2 separate regions of the Athene noctua genome follow, and region 1 is linked to region 2. The links are chromatin contacts, called in public Hi-C maps. All regions are on one chromosome and are shown on one strand. The core of a region is the stretch at or near the end of the contact, and the rest is flanking DNA. Distances in the headings are between cores, read along the strand shown. Region 1 holds the start of ODC1 (ornithine decarboxylase 1). Region 2 holds the start of ATP6V1C2 (ATPase H+ transporting V1 subunit C2).

Evidence for each region. Hi-C and Micro-C count contacts between places; a contact is called where the count stands out from the background.
Region 1: a Hi-C map of heart shows a contact between it and region 2, with 4 times the contacts expected there. The contact joins the promoter of ODC1 here to the promoter of ATP6V1C2 in region 2. A contact is called at or near these places in 2 of 2 Hi-C or Micro-C datasets (heart and liver).

The regions. Positions count from the first base shown.
Region 1 is chr1:17,794,031-17,800,718 of bAthNoc1.hap1.1, forward strand. It overlaps ODC1 (ornithine decarboxylase 1), which reads left to right and starts at 2,797. Exons shown (of 12, transcript XM_074895646.1): 1 at 2,797-3,048; 2 at 5,694-5,800; 3 at 5,963-6,108; 4 at 6,278-6,451; 5 at 6,600-6,688. The coding sequence starts at 6,007.
Region 2 is chr1:17,652,902-17,658,988 of bAthNoc1.hap1.1, forward strand. It overlaps ATP6V1C2 (ATPase H+ transporting V1 subunit C2), which reads right to left and starts at 2,589. Exons shown (of 13, transcript XM_074895638.1): 1 at 2,497-2,589; 2 at 1,477-1,635. The coding sequence starts at 1,605. LOC141955936 (a long non-coding RNA gene) reads left to right here and starts at 1,842. Exons shown (of 4, transcript XR_012632802.1): 1 at 1,842-1,972; 2 at 2,145-2,352; 3 at 3,980-4,059; 4 at 4,588-5,301.

The DNA of each region.
Region 1 (6,688 bases), core at 1,547-4,046, 140 kb after region 2:
AAAGCAAGGAGGGGAAACATCAGGAAGATGTGGCCACAGTCTCCTGCCAACAAATGCTTTTCCAGTGCCCTCTTCTGGAAAACATTTTTGGCCCATGCAACTGCTTCATGTAAGGTAGTTTGAGACTGGTGGTGACTTGCAAGAAGCTGCAGGAGCATCTCCCAGCTCTTCAGACCCAGGATCTGCTCTGCTCCTGTCACCGGTGGACTTGTGCAGCTCTTCAGAGAAGCTTGGCCAGACCCTCAGGGCACTATCCAGAAAATGGGCAGAGAAGGATGTGCCTCCTTGCTCTCCCCTGATGTCCCTGAAGGCTGTCTGTGGCTGTCCTCTGGCATGGAGACCCAGGTCCAGAACCCTTCCCTCCCTGTACTGGGACACCTCCTGCAAACCTTGTGCTCCTCAGAGCCAGTCCTTGCCACCAGCAGCTCTCAAGGAGCCTCCAGAGACAAAAACTTGGAGATAAACCATTCTGGTAATCCCATCCTTTTGAGGAGTTGATACAACATCGTTATTAATCATCTGCAACGAGCTGACGAATGTTTCAGTTCCTCAGATAATTGCTCTTCATGGTTATTCTTGTGGCCTCTTTCCCTTGGAGCAGTCCAGCTATCTCTCTCCAGGCTCAGGTACAGCTCCGTGTTGTCTCACATCCATATCTGAGTGGTGCCTACCCACCAGCAGCCATGCTCCTGCCCCAGCTGCCAGCTGCCCCAGGGTCAGTCAACCCGGACCCTGGTGGGAATGGAGCCATGGACTCTCCTCCAGACCCAGCCAGAGGGTAGAAGGCAAAGGGGGAATAACAACTGGTACCAGGATCACCGTGGAGTGCTGGAGCCGGGTGATGGCCACTGTCCCCATACCAGCCTCAGCCCTCACTTTTCTGCCAGCTCAGTGAGCAGCTGGCTCCTGCAGTGGTGGCTCAGCCCTCCACTTCCCCCGATGGTTGCTTTTCCAACATCTAAATTGCTTCTGCTGCCCATGGAGACAAATCTAGAGGCTTGATAGCCCCATTATTTGCTCCATTAACTGTCAGGGGAGGTGGTGTGAAACTTCTCTGGGATTTTGATGAGTTAGCACAGGCAACGCTCACGCAGTGACTGGAATAGCTGTCAAGGGAAGGTAGTGTCCAGGGGTCCAGATGATGTGGATGCTACACACAGGGACAGTTTTCCCCACTGCCTGCTTGATGTTATCTAGAAAACCTTCCCCAATTCATGCCCCTGTGTGTGGCCACATATACACACACTAAAAGTATTTTTTAAAATCTTTTAGGAGCTTTTGTACCTTCTTCCGTTTAATTATTTTAACCAAAGCCAGCTCTGTCCCCAGACATTACTTTTGGCTGTGGCCCAACTAGCCTTTTGTTTCTTATCTGCTTGATCTTGGTGTTTTCCTTTATTTTACTCCTTCAAGGGATTCTTGCACAGCCCCAGCCTTTAAACCCCCCCCCCCCCCCTCCACCGACCCAGCTCCAGCAGCCAGGGCCTGACAGTGGGGCAAGGACATCCCATTGATCCATCCGCTTCTGCCTGAAATATGGTAGGGTTTCCAGCTGGGCTCGGTGGGAGCAGTGGGAGGACGGGACCTCTGAGGTCAGTGGGCACAGCCTTTTCAGCACCTCCGTGACAGAGGGTCCCGCCCAGTGCAGCAGCCGGGTTGAGGGTTTTCCCCACAGCACGTTGCCCACCCAACCAGCTCTGCAGAAGGGCAGGGGCTGGCCAAACATCTCTATCTTCAGAAAGCCATAATCTCTTAATTAAAATAGCCACCAGTGATTTGGAGGTGGGGATCGGGAGCACCCTGAGCTCCATCCTAAAGTGTGGGCTGCAGAAAGCTTTCCTGCCTTTCTAACAAATGCCCTGAGCTGTCAGGGTGTAAAGATCCCCTTTTCAGCATGGCAAGGGCAGCCCCATCCTTCAGAGCTCCCATGTACAGTGACAGGACAGGGACAGTCCCTGTGTGGTTGCATCTACCGTGGGGTAAGACTTGAACTTTCTAAAGACAGGGGCAGAAAGTGCCTGACCCAGTAAGGACACAAAGTGCAGTTGTTGCAGGGCTAAACCAGAAATAGGTTAAAAGAAGCGTGGAATTTATACCTGGTTACAACTTTCCCTAAAGCTCATTTTTCACACAAGCCAGCACACAGGGAGACAAAATAACCTTACAGGGGAAACAGATACCAGCGTCAAAGCAAAAGCAAAGGAAAAAAAAAAGATGTTCAGTGTTATGTGTTTTGGGTAACGTCCTCGGCAGGCAGGGATGGAGGCAGGGGCAGCACGGCCGGGGGCAGCAGCCAGCGCCGACACCTGAACCACGGGGGCTGCGAGTGCTGCGCAACCAGGATGGCCCTGGGGGGACAAACGCCCACTGACAGCCCGGGGGCGACGCTCCGGGAACCCGCGCTCGGCTTTTCCGTTCTCCACCACGTGCCAAAAGCACCGCTTGCGGCCGGGGGCCTCGGCCCTCCCGCAGCCGCGTTCCCGCGCTCAGCAGGGCGCGCAGGGCTACTGCCAGCGGGGCCCGGGGCGGCGGGGCCGGGCACCTGCTGGCAGCGGGCGGGGCGGGGCTGGCGCACACCGCCCCGCGGGCCACGCACCGTGCGGGGCCCACGGGGGAAGGGGGCCCGGGGCGGGGGAACGGCCGGCGGGAGCGGCGGCGGGGCCGGCGCAGAGACCCGACGCGCTCAGCGCACGGCGGGGCCGGGGCGGGGCGGGGCCAGGGCGGGGCCGGGGGGCGGGGCGCGTGCTGGCGCCGACGTCACAATAGCGGCTGCCAGAGCCCCTGCCCGGTCCCAGCCGATCGCGGCTGGTTTGAGCTGGTGCGTTGCCGTAGCGACGCCGGCTGTCCTATATATAGGAGCGCCGCGGCGGTGGCGAAGCTTTGTGAGTCGCGGCGCCCCGCTCGCTCCGCCGGCCCCGCTCCTCCTCAGGCGGCAGGGCGCCTCCCGCCCGGCTCCCCGCACCGCGCCCGGCTCGCAGGAGGAGGAGGCGGCTCGGAGCGAGGGGACCGGCCGCCGCCGCGGCTTGACAGCAGCTGCCGCCGCCCGAGGTGAGGCGGGCGGGCCGCGCCGCGCCGGGGCGGGCGGAAGGGGCCGGGGCGCGCGGCGGGCAGGCGCGCGCGGCGGAAGCCGGCCGGCGCGGAGCCACGTGTCTGCGGGGCCGCTGCCAAGCGGCGCGGGCCGGGCGCCGGCTCCTGCCGCCGGGCACGGGGCCTCCCTCCGCGCCCGGGGAATCCCCGGCCCCGGCGGGGCGGGGGCGGGTGAGGCGGGTTCCGGGCGGCTTGAACGGGTCAGGCCGGCTCTCGCCCGGGGAGGTGTTGGCGGCGCGTCCCGGGAGCGGGGGAGGGGGTGGCTCCGCCGTGGCCGCCGGGCTGTTTCCGCGGCGGGGAGAGGCAGGTGCGTGGCAGGAACGTGGCTCGGGGCGCCCTTGCTTGCCCTTACGTGAGGCGGCCCGGCACGCTTCCCTGCAGCACAGCGGCGCGGGGCCGGGCCTGAGGCCCTTCTCCTGCTGGGCGCCGGGCCCTCGCAGGGTCGCGGGGCGGGACGGGGGGCGAGCTGCCGCGAGGTGGCCGCCATAAAGGCGTCCCCCAGCGCGAAGTGAAACGCCTCCTCGGGAAGCCTCGGTATCGGAGGCTGGAGCGCCCAGTGCCCCGCTGCCGAGTCAGGCAGCACGGCCCGGGACGAGCCGCGTAGCCGACTCAACTAAGGGACCGTGCGTGTTCACGGGAGAAGGGCCGTCAGTGAGAGCTGGGCAGCCAGCCCCTTCCTTCCCGACAGCAGTCACCAGCCATCGGCTAACTCCGCGGCCAGGAGCGCCTCGGGCGCGCTTTCTAGACGCAGCTTTGGTATTTGAGTACGGAGCCTGCAGGCATGACTCAGCTGTGTCTAAATACAGCTGCTTGAATAAGGGAATGTTCTGGAGAGCAACTTCTAAATGAGCACAAATTGCCTTTCTCTGGGAAGCTGCGGACACTTTGCACGCAGTCCAAATAAAAACATACACTGGGAGACAACAATTTGCGTCTACATGATCATGTTCTGTCTGTATTCTGTGTAATTACACTGTAGTTAAAATTGTGCAATAAAGGGGAGATGGAAGGCTTGCAAGAACTTCTTAAAGTCTTCTGTGAACAGCAAAAGTGATTTCCATTTTACAGGTTAATAGGAAAAGTGATTTTCGTGCGGCTCTGTGCAGAGGGGAGGATAAACTTAAATTCTTCCTGATGGTGTTCACTTCTCTTAACCACAGTTCCTGAATTGCTTTCTGCGAAGCTTCAACATCTCGTTGATGTCGTCCTGTGATAAGATGCAGCTTCTCTTCAGTAACAAACAGCTTGCTGAGAAGTGTTTAATTTGCTGTTTCTTAAGGTCCTTTCAAAGAGGCTTTTAAGAGAAGACTTTAATCCAGCTTCTGGGAGAATTAACACTGCATATGAATGAGAGCAGGGGGAGAAGGCTCGGTGGATTGATAGGTTTTATTTCATTAGAGTTAAAGCTTAATCTGTTTTGAATCTCAAATCTGATTTACCCCTCATAAGTGAGAATTGATCAAAAGATGTGAAGTAGTTCTTGACACTGGCAGTTCAGGTGCCATATGTTTCTGAAAGCTGAAATGAAACTGTACGATCACTGACTTTTCAAAGTCATCCAGTAGATAAAGTTTAATGGATTTTAGTATATCCATCATATGAAATGAATGATTCTGTGGGTCTTAGAACCTTGTAACAGCTGTAAGATATGTTATTTTTCATACGCTGTTTTAAACAGCCTTCTTGAAAATAGAGGGGACAGTGGTGTAACTGAACATTAGTGGATAATTTAGAGTTTGCATAGTCTTTGGTCCAAATCAGTATGACTGGATTGAGTGTAAAAAGTGCTGAGAGAAGCAGAGGGCTGGACCTGGTTACATACATGAAACCGTATCTTCCCTATGAGTCATTTGCAATGCTGAGGTCTTTACAAGGTAGCACACACTTCTGGTCGCGTTAACAGCTTAATGGAGACTGTCACTCTCTGTTTGGACTGCCCAGTAAAAGCATGACCCATGTGCTTTACTGTGGACTTCATAGGTCTTGGATGGTAGAGGAATGCTCTTTAGTTCTGGTTCTCAAAAGACTTTCTACTTGGTTGGCAGATTTCTTTTAACAATGATTTGTTATGGACAACTGTAAAATCTTGTTATAAAGTGTTAATTGGGATCGCCGTTAAGACTTTGTCTGCAGGCCGCAGTTAGGAACCATTCTTTTCAGTATGTATCTGCCACTCCTGACAGCTGAGGTTTTCTTCTCATGTTGCCTGGGGGGGTCATAGGTAGAACAGGCAAGCTCTAACTAACCATCAACAGTATCTTCAGGGGAGGCCCTGATCTCATGGCTGGTTTATGGTCTGAACTGGAGTGAGAATCCAGATATTGAACTGGCTTTGACCTAGTGAGAGTTGTAACTACTCAGAAGTCAGTAACATCCTCAGATTCTGTCGGTAGTAACATGTAAGCCCTTTTTGAGAAACTGGCAAACTACAGTAGTCCTTAAGAGGCTTGAAAAAAAGCAGTAAGTATGTTGACACTGGCAGTAGCCATAATATTAACAGCTCTGATACAGCATTGAAGGAAAAGACAGTGGAAACTTCCAGGTACTTAGGCTAATAAAATCTGACAGTATTTATTTGATTTTTTTTTTTTTTTCCCTTTGAATAGGTTTAGTACATCATACAGTTGCTGAACAGAGGAGAACTTGACTTCAAGCTAGCCAGATTTTTGTGGAGTTCCTCCGTGGTTCTGAATAAATCTGATCTATCATCTATGTAAGTTCCTAATCTATGCTGCTCTTAGTGATTGCAGTAGGAATCTTGTAAATTATATGACCATGATGGTAGTGGTCATATAACTACATGAATTTAAGTAGTGAATGTAAAATGCATAAATTTAAAAGAAGTAATGAATGTTTGGGTTTTTTGTATCAACAGTTTGTACTTAAATCCTTTCACATAAACCTGAAATCTTGGAAATCATGAGTAGCTTCAGCAATGAAGAATTTGAATTCACCTTCCTTGATGAAGGCTTTACTGCCAAGGATATCCTTGACCAAAAAATAAATGAAGTGTCATCTTCTGTAAGTATGAGAGGAAGATTACTACATTTCATGACGCTACAAATTTATAAACTAATGGAACAAGTTGTCTTTAGAGATTTTCTGCAAGGCAACCTCCTCCTCAGATGCTGACCTCTAGGCTTATCCTGTTACGCATTGTTTGTAACTCTGATACGTGTGCTCTATCTAGGATGATAAAGATGCCTTCTATGTTGCTGACCTTGGGGATATTGTAAAGAAGCACATGCGATGGCATAAAGCCCTTCCTCGGGTAACCCCCTTCTATGCTGTAAAATGTAATGACAGCAAAGCTGTAGTGAAGACACTTGCTGTTCTTGGTGCAGGATTTGATTGTGCCAGCAAGGTAAGATCTTGACTGTGTTCTGATCTGTGATGTTTAGTGTATGTTCAGCTGTGTTTGTATAAAGTGTAGTAAAGCACTGTTACTTTGTTGTACTGATTAGTTTGATCCTGTAGAAATATTTCACAAGTATAATCTCTTCTTTCTTCAGACGGAAATACAGCTGGTACAGAGCATTGGTGTACCTCCTGAGCGAATAATATATGCAAATCCCTGTAAACAAGTATCTCAAATCAAACA
Region 2 (6,087 bases), core at 1,339-3,838:
TTGGCAGAACTTTATTTACTTGGTGGAAAATAGCAGCAATTCCTTTACCCAAGATCTTGGGCATAAAAAGCCTTTTCCAATAAAGGAAAAAAGTATGTGTAGTCTCAAGACTACATGTCAGTGTCTTCCTTCCTTTTTTCATTCCTGTATCATCAAGTTCCATAGACCGGTCTTCAAACTGATAAAATAGTGACTAGACATGCACACAATATACGTATAAACAAATCAGATGTACTGAGAGAACCAAGGGAAGTCCCACTTATTCAAAAGGGGGTCTATGTCTGCATTCTTTGCCATCACCAAAGACTAAGCCTCTCACAAAGCCATTTCTTCCAAAACCAACATCTGCTTTTCGCATGACTCTGTCACAGTCATAATCCCATGTTTATGGTATTGCAATATATTGCCTAACCTTTTCTTGTAAGGTTGTCAGCTCAGCTTTATGAAGGGTCAAGCTGAAGGAGAAGAAACAAATTTTACATCAAACAATTAGCAGAATATTAATGGACTGGTTGCATCTTCAGATACTGCAAATGCTTTATTTCTTTTAACATTAGCAGACTCACACCAACACCAGCTGGGTAAGGCCCATAGATGGTAAAAATCATACCAATCTCAGGTTCACATGCAAAAAGCAAATTCCCAGACTGAAACATTCATGCAATGATTCAGTAGGTTATTACTCCAGAACAGGCCACACTCCCCTTTTACTTGCATCCTCATGTAATAGGATTAGCTCAAATTGTAACTGTTAACAATCTTTTTGGATTAAAGCCAGATGCTGGATGCACTAAGTGTAGTGATGGGTGATGGAAGTTCCCCAAGGAACCCAGTTCTACATCTGTGATAGCTCCATTGACTTTAATGCAGTCTATTTGGATTTTTCATAGCCATAAGTGAAATAAAAATAAGGTGCAGATCTTATAAAATATGCAGATCTTATAAAATATGGATTAAATAATGCAAAGATATTTTAAAAATCATGGATTAATACTCTTCCTATTTATATGATGATATGAAGCTGGATTAATATAGCTGAATATACACACAAATCCATATCCCAAGGAGTAATGTGCATTAGAGCTCTGTTTTCTCAGTCAGCAATCTTACGGGCATGGTTCTAGATACTTGGCTACTGCCTTTGCATCAGCAATCCAAGATGTATAGTGTTGTATGACTTTCATGAGTGGGAGCAAATGGTACACTGAATGCAATAGATTAGTTATTTAACTCATCTCACCCATCTTCACTCCTTATACATATATCCTTCCAATGTGAAGGTCAGCTTCAAGCACAATGGCTTCTTTTCTCTTTGATCAATTTTAAGCTGACTGAACACAATTCATCCCCCAACTGCAACCTGCTGCTACTTTCTGCATATAATCCCAAAAGATAAATTCCACATTTATCCGAAAAGTCTTTAGCACTAGTTTATGCTGCTGTATCACCCATACACAAACCCCTTCCTCAGTTTACCTTTAAGTCTGGAATATGGAATTTGCTGTTGCTGGACAGGTTGGATTTGCACGTCACCGTGTTCATTCTCTCCCATGCCTGCAGATTTGTTTTATCTCCCGGAGCAGAAATTAGCCAGAACTCCGACATGATCTAATATTTTCCCTTCGCTCCTGGTCACTGTAGAAACACAAAGCAGGTAAGTGGCTAAATGAGCGCGGCACAGAATGTGCTCTTCCCTAAGAACACAGAGTTAGAACCGATCACCGATTTTTTTTCAGAAACACCAGGAGAGTGAGTCAGTCCTGTGTCTCCGACTGAAGTGGAACATGACCTTCTCCCGAATGTCACAGACAGAGTGCGGCCGTTCCTCCTCTCTCAGGGTCGTTCCATCCAGTTTCTGAATGAAGAAACGAAGCTTCCTCCTCCCCTTCTCCCTCCCAGCCTGTTCGTTCGCCTTGCACAGTACATCCAGTCCCCGCTGTGGAGCACGGGGACCCCACTAAACCATCCAAACGTAATTAAGGATTTCTGTTTAATAAATACCGTCTCTCAAATTTGGGGACACTTGTAGGCAAAAGGGAAAGCAAGATGTCAAAAGACCTCTGCTGAACGAACAGGCTGCAAAAGATGCCACTGGCAAGACGGAATATTGCTTTACCCTTTGATTTTCTTCCCGGGCTGGATAGGAAGGGGCTGGAGGAAGGCGAGTCGCGGCGCACAGAGACGGCACCAGCAGAACAACAAAGATAAACCGCCGCGAGGATCCACGCGGGACAACCGCGCTGGTCCGGCCGGGCCGGGCCGGGCCGGGCCGGGCCGGGCAGCGAGAAGCAGCGGCCAGCCGGAACTCCCCCATTCCTCTCCGGAGCCCCCCCTCCCCGTCTTTGCCCCCAGGTACGTCCGACAGGGAAGGTTTGACCCGCGCCCCTCCCGCACCCCGCGGCGCTGCCCGCCCCCAGCACCGCCGAGGGGGGCGAGGGGCGGCGGCTGCTGCCGGCGCGGCGGCCCTGCCCGCGCCCTGCCCGCCGCCTCCCTCACCTGCGCCGGCTGCCCGTGGCTGCCCGCCCGGCGGCGGCTCCCGGCGGGGCGGCGCGGACATGCTCGGTGAGGCGGGCGGGGCGGGGCGCGGCGCCGCCGGACCCGGGGCGGAGAGGCGCGGGTGGGAGCGGGGCCCTGCCCGCGCGGGGGGCTGCCGCGCCTGGTGGGACAACCCCGCCCTAACGCCGGGAGCAGCCCTGGCTCTTGCGGCCCTTCGTCCTGTTGCCGCCTTGTAAACTCGCAAAAGTAACGCAGAGGCTGTTTGTTTTCATTAAACAGCCACTGCCTTTAGCAAGAGTGCACGTTTTGGGCTCATTAAAGAAACTTTCAGGAAACTCTTGTTTCTGGGAATTCCCTGGATGCTGTGTTTAACAAATACTGACGCGGTGCAGGAGTTTGCAAGGTAGCGACGCTTCCTCCCCCGGCGATGCGGCTTCCCTGGTAGAATATATAGCTGGGGCTTTTAGTCCTTACTAAGTCTTGAGTTTAATCACGCTGCCTTAAGCCTGGCTATAAGATATCGGGGTGGTTCCTAGGTCGTGTGGAGTAATGTTCCCCAGAGGCTTCTGAACCAGACAAGTTCTGAAGGAAACAGGGGTCTAAGCACATGCCTTTGAGTGGCATCTCTGCAAGCAGGAATTTAACCCCCCCGGAGTACATGGTGCATCCAGCTCTGATTTTCCAATTGAGTGGTCTAATCACTGCGCTGTCATACAGCACTTAGGCAATCTCTCCTATTACTGGTGTTTTATTTTCTTCAAAAGGCAGTGCATTTTTTGCTCATGTTTCTATGTATCAAATGTAAATGAAGCCCAGCATGAAATTAAACAAAAGGATGCTCTTGGTTTTCCACATGATCTGTCCTAAATTGAGAGGGTCTGAGATGCTGGGGCCAGGCAGGGCTGGTCATGCACAGAAGCAGAGCTCTTGACACTTCCAGGAACTTTAAATGAAGACCGTTAATGGGTTTAAATATTTCCAGCACTAGGTAGCAGCAGCTGATGGACGATGTCCTGAATCATAGTCTTGGACTTGGACTGTTCCATCTAAATCACGCTCTAGGTAGTTAATGTGCAGGTCAAGGTCTTACACTCTAATATAGACTCTTAGATTAGCCAACGATTCATCTTCCTTTGCTTCTCTTTAACATTTTTAGTGATATATAAAAAAGCAATAGATGTGTGGAGGAGCAGAGTCTCTACTGAAAGCTATCCAGAAAATGACAGAGATTTGCAGCTGAAATAACGACTCTACTGGGCTTTTTTGCTTACCTATTTTATTGGTCTATTCTTTTTCCTTTCTGGACTAATTAAACATTCAGTGCTCATAGCTGTGATTATTCTAGCTCTTTTCAATCATTGTTTCCCCTAGGGCACAACAAAGGACTTTCCAGAAATTATGTCAAAAAACTAACATTGATGTGTGTGATGACATTCATAGAAATAGTGATTATTTTCTAATCTTCCATTTTTTGTTTCTTTAGATTGTATGTTTTAATAAGGAAAACAGGATTAGCTGATGCTCAAGTATGTACATCATATATTTCTACCCACAGACTGAAAGGTATAGTAACCCTCATCACCCAGATAAGGCAGTTCTTTGCCATCTCAAACCAAGTACAGTTTTCACCGGATCCTTCCTGCAGTCTCAAACCATGGAAATGCTTTCCATGATTAATTTTAGAAATGTTACATTCTCATAAGCTTCATGAATTTAGAATGTCAGTTGATGAGAAATGTTACTTGCTGCAGTGGTGCTAGCTGTTGGGGATGCTTCTGTATGCATGGATATTATAGTGAATAAGGTAAAATTCAAGCTGGAGGGTTGTCAGACTTCTAGATTCTACAATATATGCTGTTTCCTTCCTAAATGTTTTTACTGCAGCAATGTCACTTTTCTTAGTTTTTCACGTGGCATCATTTGCTTTGGTTGCTATTATTGAAGTGGAAGATATTATCCTACTTAATGTATTGTTTTACTAGAAAATTATCAAGGAAACATGATATTAATGCTTAAGCAATGTCCTACTGGATGTTTTCTATTATCACATTTTCTGGTTTTACTCTGACTTTTTAATCTCTTTTTCCCCAGTTATACATTTATTTTAGGCTTGGAAGAACCAGCAGTGAAGGTGGTGGAGGGAAAGAGCATGCAGCACCGCATGCCATGGGATATGGAGAGTGTGCTGCACACTCTGGTGGTAACACATCTATGACAGCTCATGTCTCCCCTGTCATTTCCCTGGCTGGTGCTGCGTGTGGTGCCATGTGATTTCAAAGCTGTCTAATTCCCTCATGATCATCATGTGTCTTTCTGTTCCCTTTGATCCATCAAGGCAATGAACCTTCCTGTGACTTTGTCTCTCTCTCTGTTTATGAGTACTTCTTCAGATGTCACACTAAGGAGCAAAACTCTGTCTCCAAACAGTCATTAAAAGTACTAAAATATCCTACTTGAAGTATCTCCCAAGGCAAATTTCTGTAGCAGATGACCAGATTAATTACCTAGAGAACTGACAGTGATATCAGTGGGAAAGCTTATGTTTTAAGCTTGCAAAACAGCAGCCAAAGAGCTGTAGTTCTCTATAAAACAGTTTATAAATCTATTACGTGTGTTATCTGTTTAGTCTTCTAGTAATGTGTGGTTGGTTTTTTTTCCCTCTGCTTAGAAAGAGTCTTTTAAATCCTATCCCCTAGTCCTGTGTGGTTTATTATTATTGTGGCATTTTATTTAAAATTATAGTCTAAAATATTTCAGTGAAAGAACTCTTAAATAACTTGATCGTGGATAATAAAATATTATTTAAATGCAAACATTTTTTCTGTGTACTTTTAAGATTAGTGCACAAACTACATCTTCATCATAATTCCTTAGCTGTTTATCTATTTCTTAATTATGTTAAAGAATACTGGAATATTGGTTATGCACTCTCTCTGTACCGTGAAGTGCAGCAGAACCTTCCTGATGAATTGCTTTCATACACTGAATATGAAATGCTGTTTCACTATGAATGTACCTGACAGCTCGTACTTAACACAATTATATGTATATATGTACTGACAGGGCACTGTCTAGTTGTCCGTAAAATCAGCAAAGGTAACATATTGTTTCAGAACCCTGCACCACCATGTCTGTCACCAGGTAATGCATGCAGCAAATTCTGACACTAGAAAAAGAAGGAAAAAGCAAACAAAGTTATTTGTTCTTGGTTGAAAACATCCTATATCACACCTGTTTGCAGTGAGTACACCTACCTGCTCATCTAGATTTTTTAAAATGGAAAATCTAAAAGTATACCATTACTACTTGCAACAAAGATTCATTATATGCAGGAAGGAAGATGCTTTGTCAAAGCTTCTCCTGCATCATTCAGATCGTGACTTTTTTTAACTTTGTAGTAAGTGTAACAGGCATATTTGTCTGCTCTTAAATTATCTGAATTGAAATTTTAATAGTCCACATTCTAGTTGATCTTTCTGCTTTTGATTTTCTAAGAAGTCTTAAAAGTATCACTGACCAGGAACAAAAAATTAATCTCAAGCGGCTTGAAATATAACACTGTTTCCTGCTGTGCAGCTAGAACCTCTGTGT